4 separate regions of the Mus musculus genome follow, and all the other regions are linked to region 3. A link is a contact called in public HiChIP or PLAC-seq and promoter capture Hi-C data. All regions are on one chromosome and are shown on one strand. Each heading gives the region's core, a stretch centred on a gene start, on an enhancer-like site or on the middle of the called end of the contact. The rest is flanking DNA. Distances are from core to core; before and after follow the strand shown. Region 1 holds the start of Cmtm3 (CKLF-like MARVEL transmembrane domain containing 3). Region 2 has its middle 16 kb from the start of Cmtm4. Region 3 holds the start of Pdp2 (pyruvate dehyrogenase phosphatase catalytic subunit 2). Region 4 holds the start of Ces2a (carboxylesterase 2A).

Region 1 (2,927 bases), core at 351-2,850, 250 kb after region 3:
CAACCTCCTCCCTCCCCCACTCCTGTTTTCTCACTCCCCAGTTCTTGGTGGCTGCTTCTTCCTCCAGCTTTCTATCCAGGTCAGACTCCCTACTTGCATGAGACCAAGGGGGAGGAATGACTGGGGGAGGCTCCCCTATACCCTATGAGCTTACTACCCTTCATATTTTCTTAGGCCTGTCTTTCTGGCACCCAGCTAGGGCAAGGACATCTTGTGACTTCTGGTTGGCACTCACTCCTTTTCCATGAAGGGGTACTGGGCAGGTAGGACTGAAGCCAGTGGCCAGTAGATTCAAAGACCCGCCCCACGCCTCCCAGAGGCTTCCAGAGATCTGAAACGGCCAGAAAATGGGCTCTAGGTCCGCTTGGCACCTCATTTAGGAACAAAGTATTAGGTTCTACCGGAGACCTCAGGGTTGATGCTCCTTAGTAGGTCCTGGGGTACAACGGAGAGGTCCTGGGGCAGAACCCCCCTTTTGCCCTCAAGGATATCCTCAAGGTCACTGGATGAGTCACCTGCCAAGTTTCCTAGCAGTTAAAGACACTGTCTCTCCTATCCCCAACTCGAAGTGGGAGCAGGTCGGATATTAAGTTGCTAGGTATCTGAGCAACAAGTGGCTGTCACTATGGTCTGTTTCCTCCTTCCACCGTCCCTCCTCCCACCCCTCTCCCCATCTCCATAGGCTCCATGCCAGTTCCCGCCCCACACGTGATGATGAGTGTTGGGAGGACAAAGGAGACCTTCCTATCCGGGTGGGGACAAGCAGGGAGGAGGAAGGAGTACAGCGCGGGAGGGGGGAAGGAGGGCATGAAGTCACCCCGCAGGCTCGCCACCCTGAAACAGTGGTCCGCCTGTGTCTTCACTACGTGGCCCCTGCCTCACCCACTCCCCGGGGGCACATCCCACTCCGTAGGATCTTCACCACACAGGCGGCTAGGTCTCAGCCTAGGAGGTGGGAGGGTGTGCAGGGCGGGCGAGGCCAGAAGAAGCTTAGCGAGCGCAGCAGTCCCGGGGACTCAGAGAGGGCGGAGGCGCTCGAGGTCACACAGCAGCCGAGCTGCGGCTCCAGCGGGGACCAGGACCCCAAACCCTTGACTTCTGGTCCCTTTCGAGGGCCTCGCAGACTGGAGAATCCGGGAAGAACACGGCTCGGGCCTGATTCTGACTCGAGCTCCGCTACAGAGAAGTCGTAGCAAGCTTGGGGGCGGTGGTCCAAATTCTCCTGGGCTGGAGGTGCAAGGCCCCAGGCTGGGGCGCGGGTACCGGGCTTCACGCACCCGGGGAGCACACGCACTCACCGACTCGGCCAGCAGGAGGCGGCCTTTGAGAGAGCAGAGGAAGGCGCGCGCGGGCAACAGGGCTCGGAGTCCCGGCACTGTCCTGCCACTTCGGGGGCCATGCGCGGACTCTGGATCGGGCTCTGGCTCTGCGTCCGGGGGCCACATAGCGGCGCTATCTGGTCGAGCCTGGGCCTCACTGCCTCACCCACCGCCCTGGAGGGAAGCGGAAACCCGCTGTGCGGAAGAAGAAAAAGTGGAGTTAGACTAGGCCGGGGACTCATCCTCCGCTGTCCCGCCCACCTCCCCCATCCCCACCCACAACTGCCCCTCGAACCCTGCCCCGCCCATCCTCCCTCCGACCATTCTCTACGCAGCCCCCGTGTTCCGTGGACGCTGCCTTACCCATCCGTCCTGTGGATCCTCCCATCTCCTCCTCCCCCACTCCCCCTCTGCCTACGTCCTGCCCATATCCTGCTCCATCCTTCCAACCACTCCTCATTGCCCCTCAGATGTAGTCCAGTCTGTCTCTCTCTGTCTTCTCTATTTCCACTTACTTCCTCTGCCTCTTCACTAGCCTTAGGATCCTTCCCTGCACCTTGTCCTTTCATTCTCAGTTCCCCCTCGATCCTGTCCCGCCCACCAACCCCGGCGCACCCCACAGTCCCTCCGACCCTGCTCTTCTCACTTCCCCACCCATGAATCTTTGCACTACACTGCCCCTCCGACTATCCTTGGCCCTCTATCCTCCGGTCACTTCTCATTCTTCACCCCCTCTACTGCCCCCCCCCACCTCCTTTACCTGCCCCACCTATCTTCTGCCCCATTCTCGCACCCCTTCCCATGCAGCCTTCTAGCACCTACCTCCCCACCTCCCGCACTCACTATTTCTGCTACGTCCCGGGGTGACACAGATTCTGTACCCAGATCCTCCCAGTCCCCTCGCACTCCAGCTCTCTGTTTGCTCTGTGTGGCTGGCCTGGAGTCTTCTTTTGTCGTTTGACTCCTTACCCCCCCCCCCCCCCCCCCCGTCCTGACTGACACAGACCCACTTATCTGCCCTGAGCGCCCCCTAAAGCGACCACCTGTCCTTGCTCAGCGGTTCTGCTCTTTAAGCTCGAAGTAACTTACTGCCTAGACAACTCCAGGACAGGGACACTGCCCCCATACCCCACCCCCATCTCCGCTAAGTCCTCTCCAGGCTTGGCTCTAACCAGGCGAGATCAGTTCTTTCAGAGTGCTTTCCCCTTCTTGGCTCCTCTCAGAGTTTTCCTACTACTTCCCAGGCCACCCTCCCGCTAGTTCTTGGCTTGCCCATCTTCCTCTATTTTACAGGCCACGCTCCTGTCAGGCCTCAGCCAGCCCATCCTCCTTCCTGGCCTCTTTCGTTAGCTGCCCAAGGCTTGGGTTCGTTCTGTGCTGGACTAACCAGAGATCTGGAATTATCCTTGTTCTCCCCCACGGCTAGCCCATCATGGATGCTCTCTTAATACCACTAAGTCTGCACTCCTGCCCCATTAACTATCGTGAGGCTCTTTAAGAGACTAATGCTTTCTTCCTTGTCACCCGGATGCGCTAAGATCACTAGTCATGATCCCTCCCACTGCACCCTCAGGAAAATTGATGCTTCCTCTTGCCACGGGGACTTTG
Region 2 (3,172 bases), core at 537-3,036, 180 kb after region 3:
CGGAATTCCCATTCCTAAAAGTCTAGGGTTTTAGAAAGGCAAACACGTTTAGACTTTTGTTTTGGGAAGGATTCAACAACTTAAAATTCCGTTCCTTTTTAAGACAGTAATTTATGTTAGAGAGCGGGGGTGCCTCTGAGCAACTGTCAGCAGCCTGTGTCATGTTACTATGTCCATGTCCTTGATATTTTAAATACTTGGCACCATTCTACCGTGAACCCATTCCTGACCCTATTCAGACTCATCTGACAAACACTAGCCTGAAATTCTAATTCTTGGGTGTTTATAGGAAATGAGAAATAGCTGCAAATAAATAACTTCAGCGTTTTAAATCCTGAACACCAGAAATTTGTGCATGTTGTGAAGGTATTTTAAAAAGTGGTTTTGTGTCCCCAGAGAACATCTCTCTCCCAACAGTCCCAAGGGGGTGGGGGTGGGGGGATGAACAACCCTGATATCTGGTTTGCTGTGCAACAACTCAAGACAGCCCAGGAATAAAATCCTCCAATCCTAACTGCCTACTATTCCTGCTTGCAAGACTCCAGCCTACCCTTCTCCAAGTGTGTTCTGGAGAGCATCATGCAGGGTTGGAGGACACTGGAGTTCACGGCCTTCAACAGGCTTTTGTTTAGATTTGCCTTGTGAGTGACTGGGTAGCATGAACTGTTCAGAACAGCCTAAGTGTAGTGCTTCCCTCTCATCCCCCAGGTTCTGCAGAATGGGCTAAATGGGTCCCCAGAACATTTGCCTTCAGAGCGCAGGGCTCCAGCTAGGTCTGTGGTCCTCTCAAGTTTCAAATTTGGCCGGGCGGTGGTGGCGCACACCTTTAATCCCAGCACTTGGGAGGTAGAGGCAGGCGGATTTCTGAGTTCAAGGCCAGCCTGGTCTATAGAGTGAGTTCCAGGACAGCCAGGGCTACACAGAGAAACTCTGTCTTGGAAAAACAAAACAAACAAAAACAAAAAACAAAAAACCAAGTTTCAAATTTGGATTGTGGTGATAGCACCTTCTTTGACTTAAACTTTTTTTTTTCTGCCCTCCTTTCTTTTCTTGTGCAATAGTTAAGACAGTCGAATTTTTGCCACAAGAGCAACTGAACTCACCAGTGCCCACCAGTAGCTCTGACCTAGGCACAGAGGAAAGTGAGGTAAACATTTATCTGCAGGTGGCCGCAGGCCTTGGTCACCCAACACAGTCTCCATTTAGCTGCTCTGCCAGATAGTTCCCACTGCCTTCGGAACCCTCATGGGATTTGGCCAGACTGGGACAGCTGCAGGAAAGGAAAACTAGCCCACAGCTGCAGCCTGGACACCTGGACTGCCTCAGTCACGGACCCAGACTTGAGTGTGAGTCTTGGCCCCAGAAGTTGACAGTTGAGTGGTTTGGGGAAGTCCCTTGGCTTCTGGTGAGTGTCATCCTCCAAAGAAGAGAAAATCTCACCTGCCACTCAGGGAGACCCTAAGTATCCTAGCAATGCACAGTGTCCTGAAATGTGTGTCAAGGACACAGGTCAGAACTTTTGAAAGGGCTTAGAGATGGTGACAAAGAGCCAGGGAGGAAGTCACTGGCCAGGATCACACAGGAGCAGAGCTGGGGACATGAATCTCAATGTCTCTTTGATATGGCCTTCTCCCTAGGTTGCATGCTTTCTATCCCAGGCTGAACAATGTCAAATACCAGGCCTTAAAACTGAAGAAATAAATTGCTAGTTCAGACTGAGCAAAGATAGCTATTTTAGGGAAGATAGGCTCTCAGCGAATCACAAGATCCATCACCTGGGCAACTGCCTGCTTTCATGGGCAAGGCAGCTCTCTGCCATCTGCATGCGTGGGCATCTGGATATGTGGATATATATGTAGTCCTGTGCCTCCTTCCTGCCTCTCTGGGGAGCTATGGTCACCTTCCAAGGACTCATGGACCCGGGCTGCAGATACTTAAGATGCTAGTAATAGAAAGGTGAACATGGAGCCCACTCAGTCCAGACTGAGACCAAGGTCTCTGAGGCTACAAGTAAACTCCATAACTCCCACACTCGAAAGCTAGAATCTTTACAGGTCCCTTCTCCCCCCTCACCCCCCACAACAATTTGGTCCTAAGGCCTTTCGTCGGGTGGTGCATGGGAGATGGCTACCTGTGGGTATGATGGGAAACTGTGGAGCCCTGGAGCAGGTGTTTGAGACTTCAGTAGGTGAAAAGCCATTTCCTGTGTTTGGGAGTGGAAGGCCTGGCATAGAGTGTTAGCCACTGCCATAGGAAAAAGAAGCACCCTCCTGCAAGACTTCAGAGCTGAAACAAGCTGAGAAGGACAAAGCCACGGAGTTGACCTGATTCAGGATGCGATGATGAATACTGCCAATTTGATGGGATCTAGAATCGCTAAGGAGACAAGCCTCTGATGTGCCTGTAAGGGATTATCTTTATTAGGTTAATTGAGATGGGAACGGCCCATCCTGAATGTGTGCAGTACTGTTCCCTGGGCTGGAGAACTGGTTTGCATAAAAAAGAAAGCTACAGGATCTACTGGCATATGCTTTTAACCCTCAGGAGGCAGAGGCAAGGAAATCACAGGAATTTGAGGTCTGCCTGCTCTGCAGTATGACTAACCAGGCTAACCAGGACTGCATAGTGAGAGATCTAGTCATAAAGGAAAAAAGGGAGGTGGGGATGGGAGTGTGGGTGGCGAGATGGCTCAGCAGGGTACTGGCTGCATGGCTGCATCTCCAAAGGACCAAGTTCGGTTGGCAGAACCCATGTGGCAGCTCACAACCATCTGTAACTCTAGTTCCAGGGCGATCCAACACCCTCTTCTGGCTTCTGTGGGCACAATGCATGCATGTGCTATGCTTACATACATGAGGCCAAAACACCCGCACACACAATAAAATAGTAGAAGAATTTTTTTTTTTATTAAAAAAAAAGGGCTGGTGAGATGGCTCAGTGGGTTAGAGCACCCGACTGCTCTTCCGAAGGTCCAGAGTTCAAATCCCAGCAACCACATGGTGGCTTACAACCATCCGTAACGAGATCTGACTCCCTCTTCTGGAGTGTCTGAAGACAGCTACAATGTACTTACATATAATAGATAGATAGATAGATAGATAGATAGATAGATAGATAGATAGATAGATAGATTAATTAATTAATTTTTTAAAAAAGGAAGGCTGGGGCAGTG
Region 3 (3,188 bases), core at 281-2,780:
CACTGGGGACTGAACACAAGGTCTCTTCTATTTGATCTACCACTGAGCTACATCCCCAGCCCTCTTTCACACTTAGCCTTGAACTTTAGATCCTCCTGCCTCAGATTCCAGGGTAGCTAGAATTAGCCATCAGTTGCTGGTCTCACAGAATTCCTGTGTAATTTGTATTGGTCATTGTTGTTTTGTTTTGAGACAAGGTCTTACTTTGTCACCCTGGCCAGCATGAAATTCACTGTGTAGGTCAAGCTGTCCTCAAAATCAGAGATCTGCCTGCTCTGACGTTCTCAATACCTCATGAGATTAAAAGTGTGTGCACCATGTCAAGATTTCACAACGTTCTGTAAAGACTTAATAAAATACGACACTTCTGAGCCGTCACAGTGCTATCACGCCTTTAATTCCAGAATTCCGGAAGCAAAGGTGAAGAGGCAAGCTGATCTGTGAGTTCAAAGCCAGCCTGATCTACATTGCAGACTGTTACTTTGCTTGACAAAGTAAGCCCATGGGAATGGGGGGGGGGGGTTGAAACTGGGAGTGTGGGTGCACGCCTTTAATCCCAGCACTTAGAAGGAAAAGGCAGGCAGAATTTGAGACCAGGTACACAGAGAAACTGTCTCAAAAATCAACAAAAGGAGGGAGCCACTATTTTTGTCCTTGGGATACATTCTGTACAGATTTTTATATCATTGGGCCAACTACTGTGAACATGATTTCCTATTAAAGGCAATGTTTTCAGTGATAGTACTATTTATGGTTTTTGGCATAAACATTCACAACTACTGGTGACTTGGAGCTTGTTTCCACTAACCTGGTACCAAATTACATGGCATTTGCAGTCACCTTTCCCTTACTTATTTCCAAAACCAGTAGGTCAAAGGGTATAAACGCACTGTCAAACCGATTTCCCAAAGCCAATACCCATCCCGCTGAACTTGGGACAGATGAGGTCGGACAGGGGCAGATGGCCTCAGACGCCCCTTGACCCTGCAGAAAGGACAGGCAGCTGTGCGCAATGAAAACCATTCGCCTCCAATGGGACAGAAAGAATTTAGCACCCCTAAAGAAACCAAGTCTCTTGATTTCTTGGCTGGACCGCAAGGCTCTAAGAAATCCCAGCCCCCGTTTAGTGGCTGAGCCTTGGCTTTCCAAGGTGTAAGAATCCAGTTGCGACGTCCAGCTCACCGGTGCTCCAGTACTAAGGAAGCTGGTGCAGAGAACCGGCTAAGCAGTCGTCTCCTCCACCAGTGCGCGGGCCCACGTGGCGCGTGCGCGCGAGTGGGGTGACCATGACCAGGGGCCAGCTCGTCCCGCCCTCTCACCTCATCCCCCTCTCCGCCCCATCACCTGAGGTACCCGTAAACTAGGCTAGGGAAGGCGTCCGCACCCCGAATCGTCCCCTTCCTTACCTCGTATCCTCGTCCTCTCCTCCCCAGCTGGCGCCGCTGGCACTCGGCGGATCCTCTCGGCTCACTCTGGTCCTGAGCACAGTTCCGCGGTTGCTGCGACTGGGTTTTACTTCCCTGGAGAGGCCCCCAGTCGAGGAACCAGCACCAAAAGAAATATCCCTCCCGCCATTCCTGATTGGCTTATCCTTGGAGGCGGGCCCTTGACGGACATTGAGATTACCCAATGGATGAGGAGGGCAAAAGGAAGGCAGAGGGGCGGGGCCGGGAGGGGCCACCCTGCACTCTACCCCCTGGGGTTACCCGTGGCTTTTGTGCAGCCGCTGCGCCAGTAGGTCGTCACGTGGGGCTCTTCCCCAAGCTTCCCTTATCACCACACCCTGCAAAGCCAGAACCAAGAGACCTCTCCAGTTCTTTACAGTTCATTCTCACATAGATTCCTCCCGGGTTTTGTTCCGTTCCCTCCAAGCCTCTCTCCAAAGTGCCACATCTTTATTATCTTTGGACACCTATCTTGAAGGCTTTATGGACACTCTAGGTTCTACTTGCCCTGACCTTATCTTCCAGTCAAACCTGCTTTTCTTCCTAAACCAGCAATGGCTTCGCCGGCCCCAGAAGACCCAAGTCCAAACACCAGGGTCAATTTGATGCTTCCCTTACTGTCACACACTTTAATCCTGTCATTCCCACCTCCTAAGTCCCTTCCCACCCATCCATTTGCCAATGCCAGACTCCAAAGCCTTTAAGGCCCCCTACTTCCAAATTACACTTAGTCCCAACCGATTTTCCTTCCTTTACAAACAGCTAGAAGGAACCTTCTAATACTCACATTTCTGATCTAAAGAGTTCATTGGCTCCTTACTAACCACCATTTTGAATTCTCAATTACATTGGCCTCTTAGCGACAAGTGATGTTAGCCGCACCTTTACTTGTTGGTAGCTTGGGAGAGCCAGAACCAGAGAGGTCCAGAGCTTTCCCTCCTTGCCTTCTGGTCCTAACAATAGCTGAGTCTGGTCTTCACCTTATAATGTGTGAGTCAGTAGAGTCCTTTCTTGAAGTCAAAGAGAGATAAGAGATAGCAGAAAGGTCTGAGAGTGCTGTCTCTGGAAAGAAAGGCAAGCTGGTTTACCCAAAGTCACGTCTGAGGTAAAAGTGTTCCTGCTGTATTTCTGTGATGTGTCCCCTTACTGGGCCTCAGGCCTCTCAAGGAGGTGGTTGCTTGGGAGTGTTTTGTTTTATTTGTGTTTTTGAGGTAGCATCTCACTAGGTAGCCCTAGCTGGTCTAGAACTAGCTATGTAGAACCGGCTGGTCTCCAATGTACAAAGATCCACCTACTTCTGCCTCCCAAATTCTGGGATTAAAGGCGTTTGCTAAATCCCTGTTTTTGTTCTGGGTTTTGCTTTGGTTTTGTGATACTGAGGATTGAACCTAGAGCCTCCTGAATACTATCAAACACTATCATAGATAGATCTTCGTTACTCTACCCTGTCCCCCTCTCCCCTCCCATCCTACCCTACCCCTTCCCCTTTTTATGCCTTGAGACAGATTCTCACTAAGTTGTCAAAGTCAATCTTGAACTTATGTCCTCCTGCCTCAGCCTCAGAAGTAGCCCTGAGGGTGTTATATAGGTCTGCACCCTGTCTGGAAGTTGTAAATCAGAATTTGTACTAAGTTTCTTCTGGACACTGTGGGGTCTCTTTCAGGCCCATACTAAAAACCAAGTAAGTAAATGGGCAGGAGAGAACAAAGAGGCATGCTTTACTGTGCTGTACTTTTAGTTTGT
Region 4 (2,872 bases), core at 270-2,769, 140 kb before region 3:
CTTTGAACTCTGCTCCTGATTATGGATGGGATGCAATCAGCTCTCTTAAACATCTGACTCTGTAGTTTCCCACCTATGATTGATTATAAGCTGGGATTGTGACCCATAGTAAAATCTTTCTTCACTAAGTTGCTTATGTAAGGATACTTTATCACAGCAATAGAAAGGGAACTAAGATACTTGGGTATTGAGGTACTGTGCCCACATAGCAACTATAGGAATGAGTGGGCAATGCCACTCCATATGATAGTGAGACATTCTTCATTTCACTCCCAAGTACCAATAAGGTACCTCCTTGTTCCACATAGTCTCCAGTTAGAAGCATGTGTGCTTGTTCCTTAGTCAATGGCACAAGGACAGTGGATGGTCACAGGGACTGTGAAGAATGGGCTCAGTCTCTGTTCCTTACTGCAGTTCCTACAACTAAGTCCCTACAGGTGCTGTGCTCTGACCCAGCAGCCTGGCACAGCTGTTCTACTCTAATTCTTAGCACATTCATCAAGAACGTGCATGGGAGATGCCCCTCATCATAGGCAGAAAACTGCTATAGAGCTGAGGTGGAGGAAGCCTGCAGTGTGGCCCAGAGCACAGGCCTGAAGTCCTCTGGGTCTAGAACTTACATGGCCGGCTGTGAGGTCCCATCTCTCACACCACTCCATGGCTCAGGGTCCTCAGGAGGTGCAAAGCGCAGTAGTCCTACAGGAGGCTTGGCAAAGGGGATTCCCAGGAAGGCATGGACACCAGATTTAGTGTCCTTCACGTGGACAAAGCTGCCTCTCACCTGACCCCTGTGGGTGTTCCTGATGGGGCTGGCTGAGTCCTGGCCTGTAAGTGGAGAGATGCCATCAGCTGTCACCACACTTGGGACTTTCTACCTCATCATCACCATGGTACATGGGGAAGGTAACCTGGGTCATCTCAGTTCAGTAGTAGGATGAGGAGATGAGGGCTTCTAGATTCCCTAGGGACAGACACCTTGTCCACTGACCCTCTTCCAAACTGTCAGGACTCTTCCCTAGTCAACAAAGTGACAGGCTTAGAGCCACTTGGCATTAGGAAGGAATTATTATCATTATCAATGTTGTAGGATTTCTAGCCACAAGCACACACAGAGGAGGGACATGTCCTGCTTGTTGTTCTGTCCCGGTTGTCTCCTCAGTATGTGCTAACCTCAGACATCTCTGATGCCCCCCCCCCGCCCCATGTGCCCTGGTGGGACATTACAAAGCACACATTCCCCACACTGTCACCTGTCATTCTCCACCAGCTCCTTTTCCCTTCCTGGTGCCTTCCATCCCACAAGCTCAGCCTCTGACTTTGCCGAACTGGGGCAGTTCTGACCCAAGTCCCCTGTGCTCATTTAGATAGTCTTACCATGCACATGCTGGAGGAGAAGCAGGAGCCCACAGGCAACAACACACAGCCAACCAGGAAGTCTAGCCAATGGCATGGTTGAATCTCAGGCCTAAACCTGTGCTGCTGCACATGAGAGTGTCACAGCAGGAAACAAAAACAGATCGGCCTGGTCCAAGCAGGAATTTGTACTTTTAGGGGTGTAGGTGTGGACATTTGATTGGATGGGGCAAAGTTCTTATTGCAGAAAAACTGATAAGGCAGAAGCCACAGGGAGACAAGAGCCAACAAGCAGGCAAAGCCACCTCTGCAGTTTCTCTTCCTTCCCTGGCCTCTTGGACAGACACAGCAGGGCATCTGAAGTCCTTCTGCAATGCCAGGATCCCTGACCTCCAATATGGAATCATGATTCCTGACTCTCTTCCTCACCATCCCAATGTAGGTGTTGGTATGAAGATCAGGGAGCAGAAAGCTGCAACAGGAGAAGCCACAGGGCTCTTGTCAATAGGTACACAGTCAGGATACTTCCTGTTGTGGAAGATTGACATTACAAGAATCATCATTTTAGTCATGTCCTGGGATTGGCCTTCAAGTTACTCTATGAATCCTGCAAAAGTTAGCACCCTGGGAAGATAAAGGTTTGTCATATTTAGGGTGCCTGGGAACGTGGGGATTAGAGGAGAGAACCCCGTAATGACAGAGAGAAACTGCTTAGGAGACACAGAGGCAGATGGAGCAACATTCATCTCCATTGTATGATGGCATAAGTATATAATGTTTTTAATAGAGGGCCCAGAGAAGATTTAGGGACATCAATAAATTAATAATATGGAATCTGAAGGTGAGTGATTGTGTCACAAGCAACCAAAGGATCTCAGAGGGCCTGTAAAAGTTAGAAATAAGTGTCTGTGCAAGGGCAGGCACTCAGGGAGACAGGGATAGGATGCTCTTCTGAACATATCTGGACCTTCTAATGTTTCCATTCTGTTGCCAAGACACACCTCACAGTCAAACATATTCACAGATGTTCTGAGCACATGAACATGAACCTCACAGTATCTCCAGGCTTTGAGGGCTGGAAAGAAACTTCAGCAGAGCCCCACAGAGAGAGAGACAGACCGACAGACAGACAGACAGACAGACAGACAGACAGACAGACAGACATATAGACAGAGAGATACACACAGGCACAAGCACTCCAAACACACACATACACAGATCCACACATATACACAGACTCACACACAGACACAAACACACAGCCATAGCCACAGACACACATACAGAATACATACACATGGCACCAGTCACTGATGCCTGACCATTCTTGTAACAGACAACAAATACTGAAATGGTTCTGCTTAGAGCCCAGCTATGCCCACAAAGCTTTCTCTTCTAAGAAAGAAAAAGCTATGAAATTCTGTGTGGTCAGGCAAAATGCCCATCTGGCTGTAAGCTAAAAAGCCATATTCTAGAACAAGAGCCATTGGTGGAACTCAAATTAGGTGAACACGTTTCT

Evidence for each region. Promoter capture Hi-C pulls out the DNA fragments that hold promoters and counts their contacts. HiChIP or PLAC-seq counts read pairs in DNA pulled down with a chosen protein or histone mark.
Region 1: a promoter capture Hi-C map of pre-B cells shows a contact between it and region 3, with 8 times the contacts expected there. The contact joins the promoter of Cmtm3 here to the promoter of Pdp2 in region 3. A contact is called at or near these places in 23 of 39 promoter capture datasets (the 3T3-L1 cell line, 3T3-L1-derived adipocytes, the C10 cell line and 15 more), 2 of 15 datasets of contacts at CTCF or cohesin (embryonic stem cells and pro-B cells), 14 of 484 Hi-C or Micro-C datasets (the 3T3-L1 cell line, 3T3-L1-derived adipocytes, the Ba/F3 cell line and 9 more), 16 of 115 datasets of contacts at active chromatin or transcription factors (the 230-238 cell line, the NIH/3T3 cell line, bone marrow-derived macrophages and 9 more) and 3 of 9 other capture datasets (adipose tissue, embryonic stem cells and liver).
Region 2: an H3K27ac HiChIP or PLAC-seq map of embryonic stem cells shows a contact between it and region 3, with 5 read pairs. The contact joins the enhancer-like site here to the promoter of Pdp2 in region 3. A contact is called at or near these places in 2 of 39 promoter capture datasets (3T3-L1-derived adipocytes and pre-B cells), 3 of 115 datasets of contacts at active chromatin or transcription factors (bone marrow-derived macrophages, embryonic stem cells and pancreatic cancer cells) and 3 of 9 other capture datasets (adipose tissue, liver and pancreatic islet).
Region 4: a contact with region 3 is called in a promoter capture Hi-C map of liver. The contact joins the promoter of Ces2a here to the promoter of Pdp2 in region 3. A contact is called at or near these places in 5 of 39 promoter capture datasets (the 3T3-L1 cell line, 3T3-L1-derived adipocytes, cranial neural crest and 1 more), 1 of 15 datasets of contacts at CTCF or cohesin (pro-B cells), 25 of 484 Hi-C or Micro-C datasets (B cells, the Ba/F3 cell line, the C2C12 cell line and 13 more) and 3 of 9 other capture datasets (adipose tissue, liver and pancreatic islet).

The regions. Positions count from the first base shown.
Region 1 is chr8:104,339,267-104,342,193 of GRCm38.p6, reverse strand. It overlaps Cmtm3 (CKLF-like MARVEL transmembrane domain containing 3), which reads right to left and starts at 1,600. Exons shown (of 5, transcript NM_024217.3): 1 at 1,299-1,600. The coding sequence starts at 1,445.
Region 2 is chr8:104,410,310-104,413,481 of GRCm38.p6, reverse strand. No RefSeq gene overlaps it. Among named protein-coding and RNA genes, the nearest start is that of Cmtm4, 16 kb to the right of the region's middle. Within about 2 kb of position 1,786, at least 66 of the 459 cell types and tissues checked have an H3K27ac peak or open chromatin away from gene starts, as enhancers often do. A contact at or near this core is called in embryonic stem cells and pancreatic cancer cells, where this site is marked.
Region 3 is chr8:104,589,814-104,593,001 of GRCm38.p6, reverse strand. Pdp2 (pyruvate dehyrogenase phosphatase catalytic subunit 2) reads right to left here and starts at 1,530. Exons shown (of 2, transcript NM_001024606.2): 1 at 1,407-1,530.
Region 4 is chr8:104,732,650-104,735,521 of GRCm38.p6, reverse strand. It overlaps Ces2a (carboxylesterase 2A), which reads right to left and starts at 1,519. Exons shown (of 12, transcript NM_133960.5): 1 at 1,375-1,519; 2 at 621-825. The coding sequence starts at 1,450.